Linked DNA regions of Sus scrofa: region 1 is linked to region 2. The links are chromatin contacts, called in public HiChIP or PLAC-seq maps. All regions are on one chromosome and are shown on one strand. Each heading gives the region's core, a stretch centred on a gene start, on an enhancer-like site or on the middle of the called end of the contact. The rest is flanking DNA. Distances are from core to core; before and after follow the strand shown.

Region 1 (2,700 bases), core at 11-2,510, 51 kb before region 2:
CAGTGTCCTCCAAACATTCACTTCCATCACTGGCTCCTCAAGGCCCCCAACGACTCCCAAGCACCAGAGACACCTTCCCGCCCCTTACCCTGCTGGTCAGCTCCCGGTTCAGGTTCTCCACCTGAGAGCAAGTGGAGGAAGCATCCTTGCCATTGACCTTGCGGAGCTTGGGCAGGAGGAAGGAGACTTTCAGGTTGTCACTGACCTGGGGGGTGAGGGAAGAGGAGCTTGTGGTTGCCTCAGCCTGTGGCTGAGCCCAAGCCCATAGAGTGCTGGCCCTGGGCATGGAGCCGCCGGGGGCCCACACTTACTGTCAGGAAAGGATTGCCCTCCAGGCTGAGCTCCTCGAGCTGTGGGAACTGGCACAGGGCAGTGACGTCGCCCAGCTGGTTGTTGGCGCAGCGGAGGATGCGCAGGTGGGACAGGCCCAGGTTGGCGGGCAGTGTCTCCAGCTGGTTGTTGGAGAGGTCCAGCTCTTGCAGCTGCTTCAGGCGGCTCAGGAGCTTGGGGTCCAGATGCTCTGAGAGCAGTTTCAGCCCTGACAGGCTGGGGGGAAGGGCAGAGAGGACGGGCTTAGGGGGTGTGCGGGCCTCCCACCTGCACCCATGGCAACCCAGGCACTTCACAAGGCTTTTCTGCCTGACATTTTCCCGCGTTTTCCCAACATCCCCCCACCTTTAGCTTAGAACTTCTTTAGAACCTGGAGCAGCTGGCCCCCTCCAGGATTCTTTTCCTGATCCTCTGGGGGCGGGGAGGGGGGAGGTGTCTCTGCTTTCCAGGTCCTCTGTAGTTATCTCAACAGGTTGCTCCCTATTCCTTATGCAAGATTTTCTCCCCAGCAGCCCAGGCCCACCAGACCCGTCTCATAGCGAGAAGACGGCGTTTGGGCCGAATGATTAAAGACTCTGTGGAACCGACAGGGTGATAACGAGGCCGGACAGGGAGAGAGGAAAGATCCCAGGTTTTCTTCCCAATCGCCCGGCGACCCAGGCCCGGCGGTAGGCTGTGTAGCCCCAGCCCTTACTCTAGGCTCCGGATCTTCCCCAGCCGGTCGCTCTTGGGTCTCCCCCGCTGGATGAGCAGACGCACCGAAAGGGGGCCCATGGCGGGGAGGCGCGGCTCGCGGTGGCCCGAACGGCGGCACGGGACTCCGGTGCTGGCGCCAGCGGTTTGCCGAGTCCAGGAGGTGGCGCCGCGCGAATCCGTCGCCGGCGACGACCGGAAGGAAGCGGCCCCGCGGGCCTCATGTCCCGCCCGCGGACTACAACTCCCGGCGGCCCCCGCGGCCCTGCGCCTGCGCTCTGGCTGCCAGGACGCGGCGATGGCGGCTGCGGCGGTGGCGGCCCCCGAGGTCCTTCGGGAATGCGGCTGCAAGGGCATCCGGACCTGTCTGATCTGCGAGCGGCAACGCGGAGGTGACCCGCCCTGGCAGCACTCCCCGCAGGTGAGGGCTGGGAGAGAAGGGCCGCGCCCACAACTCCATTCTTCATCCGGGAATCAGACCGGTCAGCGGTCCTACCGAGGGGGGCGTAGCGGGGTGAGGAGATGACGGCTTTGAGGAGTGAGCTGGGAGTGGCGAAGGGCCTGGGACGTGGGTAAGGTTCGACAGCAGCTCACCCCGAACTTGTGTGGAGTCTGACAGCAAACATAGCGCCCCCGTGTCTGGGGCGGGAAGCTTTAGGGTCCGGTGACGAGACCCACGAAGAGAGTAGATGGGGCCGAAAACCGGGGCAGAGGGCCTCGGATGGAAGTGGGCAAGGAGGAAATTCATTCCAATGAACTCATAAAAAAAGGGACCCTGGGCCACGGAGGGCGGCAGGGGCGTTCCAGCTGGGGAACTGCTTGGGCCGAGGCCTGGGGAAGGTGGGTGATGCTTCAGGTGAGGGAGGCCGGTGGGCCTGACCACAGAAGGCAGGCTGGACTTGCCCTGAGGGCCATGGCGAGCTCTTGAGGGTTTTAAAGGGAGTTACATGTGAATTTTAGAGAGGTCCCGGGAAGGGGAGGAATGGATGGGAAGGAAAGGAGACTGGGAAGCCAGTGAAGCAACTGCCACAGGCTTGAAAAAGCTTGAAAGTTCCTGTGGAAAATAGTGGCAGTTCCTCAGAAAAATTAAAGTAGAGCTGCCATATGACCCAGCAGTCCCCCTTCTGGGTATGTCCCAAAAGAATTGAAAGCAGAGTCTTGAAGAGCTACATAGCAGTTACAGTAGCTGAAAGGTGGAAGCAACCCAGGTATCCAGGGACAGATGAAAGGATGAATAAAACGTGGTCCATCCATGCCATGGAATATCATTCAGCCTTGAAAAGGACAGAAGGGAATCCAGGCACTTGCTACAACAAAGACGAACCCTGAGAACATTAGGCAAAGTGAAATAAGCCAGTCACAAAAAGGCAAATACTGCATGTTTCCACTTACATGAAGTCCCTAGGGTAGTCACATTCACCCAGACAGAAAGTAGAATGATGGGAGTTCCCATTGTGGCTTAGCAGATTAAGAACCCGACCAGTATCCATGAGGATTGTGGGTTTGATTCCTGGCCTCACTCAGTAGGTTAAGAATCTGGAGTTGCCACGAGGCGCAGCTTAGGTCACATATGCGGCTTGGATCCAGTGTTGCTGTGTGGCTGTGGTGTAGTCTGGCAGCTGCAGCTCCGATTTGACCCCTAGCCTATGAACTTTCATATGCTGGCGGTGCAGCCCT
Region 2 (2,700 bases), core at 41-2,540:
CCGCAAACCTGACGGTCTCAAGGTGTCCTCTTATAGCTATGAAACCTTGCTCTGTAGAAAAAATAACCAACGAGACAGCTCCAGCAGTAGCCTCCCAGAAGGCACTAGCTTCTTCCGTCAGAATGGTACTGGTTAATAAAATTGCTTTAAATTAAATTATATTTTGACAACCACCACCACAGGACGGGTAGGGGCCGGCAGCTCCTGTTAGGTATACATCAATGCCTCTGGAGAACCGGAAGCTCAGAACTGAAGGGGCTGCGTGGCTGCGGAGTGTACAGACCGAGAGGACCCACTCCAAACCTTACGTTCCTGGTTGGCATCTGGCATGGGAAGAGGGTGCATTTTGATCATTATCTTCACTGTAATCTGTCTACTAATTTTCAAATGTTTGTCCAGGTGCTGTGACAAAGCAAAGAGAAAGGTAGTTTTCATATTACAAAGCAACTCGAGAATTCTTTCAAGTGAACGTCGGTGGCTCCTCGAATCCTGAACAAGCGACCTTGCCCTCAGTCAGCAGGAAGTAGCCCGAGCAGTCCCTTGCCCGTTCCCCTCAGGACTGTGGCGTATTAAAGAGGGGACTGAAAGCGAGCAGGATCCTACAGGCCTTCCTAGAGGCAGACACCGCCACCTCCACCAAGTCCCCTGTTTGTAGAAAACCTCTGGCCGTAAAACCAAGTCAAGGACCTTTAGTTCCTCCTCAAGGGCTGTAGATCATATCAGCAAAACAATTCAAGGGTGGGGCTATTGCACGTGGACCACCAGCACAGAGATCCCAGACTGGCTGGAACCCGAAGGCCGACGGCTGAGCTTCCTGAACCAGTACCCAGTTACTCACCATCCACCAGTCGGAAGTGCAGCTGAGCTGATCACCACCCTGTGACCCTCGCCCTCCCCGTCTTTAAAAGCCTTTCCCTGAAAGCCAGCAGGGAGTGTGGGTCTTTTGAGCACCAGCTGCCCCTTCTCCAGGCCTGACCCCCTGCAATAAACTGTACGTTAGGTCACCGCAGTCACCTGGCTCTGTTGGGCATGCTGGGCAAGCAGATGCAAGCTTCTGCTTGATCACAGAGAGAGTCCATCCATCTAAGGTACTGCTCACCCCTTAACCCAAACTGCGGGAGGATAGTCGCTCCTTGAACACCCCCCTCAGACATGGAGTAAAGGTGAAAACACAAACATCCAGTCTGGCACCCTCCCATTTGTCTAGCCGTTCACCCACCTGTCCAGCATCCACATGCTGTGGTGTCTCGTCCAGATCTTGGCACAGGGCCGAGGCAGGAAGTGACTTGCCCAGAGTTCCCCGTCTCATCGGAGGCAGTGTCGGAACTGAAACCCAGAGCTACAGCCTCCAGCGGGAGGGAATGCCCCCAGGATCCGGGCTGCAGACTCAAAGCAGGACTTAGGACACACTTTGGGGGAATCCAACGGTTCAAAGACAGGAGCACACAAAGCTGGCCCGCCAGTCCCTGAGGAAAGAGAAACACGGCTTCTAAAAGGTAGAGCCAGGGCATGCGCTAATTTATGAGGAATGACTTTCCATTTCGGCTTCCTAGGAAAGAAAAATTCCTGTTGACTTGAGCTGCGGAAACCCAGACGTTATCACAGATGTCACATGGCTCAGGGTGGGGTCCGGGAAATCAAGAAAAGATGTATCTTTCAGTTTCCCTTCACTCAAAACCACTATTTCCTTAATTCTCTGTAACTCCATAAAAGGCACAAAATAGCCTTAGAAACTTGGGAGATAGCAAAAAAAAAAAAAAAAAAAAAAGAGCAAAGGCTCTACTTAGAAACCGTCTATTCCTCCTGCTGGCTGAAAGGCTGTCCACATAAGCTCCCGATTTCTGCTGCGCTCCCCTCTTACCTCGGGATGAAGATGCAGCTGGTGGCCGCTGCATCCGCCTCCCCTGCAGTGCAGCTAGGATCCCCCAGGCCACCCGCTCCGCTCTGGTCCGGCCCTGCCGGGCCTCTCTACCTGCTGCTTTCCGTGTCTCCAGAGGTTTCCCCAAGCTCTTTGCACACATCCAGGTCCTCCGTTCTGCTGAGGCCCTGGTTAAGTCCCACGTCTCCCGCTGCAGGGCACCCTCGGCTGAAGGAAAGGGCGGTCACGCACCCTGCAGTGTGCGTTGGCACCAGGGCCTAGGCCATCTCCTTCACCAAGTCTGAGAAACAGGCCCTCCTTTGTCATCCCCCAGCCTTCTCTACTGCTTCTGTCATCAGCATTTCACAGGTCTCAACAAAACCTGAAGTTTTTCTGTTTTTTACTAAAACATTCCTTTCACAGAAACCAGCCCCAAACTCATCACTGTTCAGTTACATGAGAACAGGCACTGGAAGAACAGGCAAGACAGCTTCCCCTTTAGCGGAAACGTCTGTGACCCCGGCCGGGCCCTTGGCAGTGTCAGGAGACAGTCCTCTCTCCCACGGGCCGGGCCGAGTCCTGCCGAGTCCTGCGGACAGGGGACGACGAGCCCTGGGGGTGGGGGCCTACTTGCTTCTGCAAGCACGGCTTTGGGAGGGAAAGTGAGCTGCAAACAGAGGCTCCCTTCCCCTCGGGGCCCGTGGAGGATGATTTTCTGAGGTCCTGGTCACAGGCCTCAACAGCTGCTGCAGACAACATCCTCATCGCCCCATGATGAAGCTGGGCTCGGCCGCTGCCGCCTCCTCCTCCTCCTCCGTTCCAGATGCCTCCTCTGAGCTACT

The links. HiChIP or PLAC-seq counts read pairs in DNA pulled down with a chosen protein or histone mark.
Region 1: an H3K27ac HiChIP or PLAC-seq map of alveolar macrophages shows a contact between it and region 2. The contact joins the promoter of LRWD1 here to the enhancer-like site in region 2. A contact is called at or near these places in 1 of 5 promoter capture datasets (liver), 17 of 47 Hi-C or Micro-C datasets (alveolar macrophages, blood, brain and 9 more) and 2 of 2 datasets of contacts at active chromatin or transcription factors (alveolar macrophages and skeletal muscle).

The regions. Positions count from the first base shown.
Region 1 is chr3:9,804,811-9,807,510 of Sscrofa11.1, reverse strand. It overlaps LRWD1 (leucine-rich repeat and WD repeat-containing protein 1), which reads right to left and starts at 1,260. Exons shown (of 15, transcript XM_021086276.1): 1 at 1,025-1,260; 2 at 312-546; 3 at 89-205. The coding sequence starts at 1,104. It overlaps ALKBH4 (alpha-ketoglutarate-dependent dioxygenase alkB homolog 4), which reads left to right and starts at 1,281. Exons shown (of 3, transcript XM_003480995.4): 1 at 1,281-1,444. The coding sequence starts at 1,322.
Region 2 is chr3:9,753,506-9,756,205 of Sscrofa11.1, reverse strand. It overlaps PRKRIP1 (PRKR-interacting protein 1), which reads right to left. Exons shown (of 7, transcript XR_002342313.1): 6 at 1,220-2,700; 7 at 1-402. Among named protein-coding and RNA genes, the nearest start is that of ORAI2, 28 kb to the left of the region's middle. Within about 2 kb of position 1,290, at least 10 of the 83 cell types and tissues checked have an H3K27ac peak or open chromatin away from gene starts, as enhancers often do. A contact at or near this core is called in alveolar macrophages, liver, retroperitoneal adipose tissue and 1 more, where this site is marked.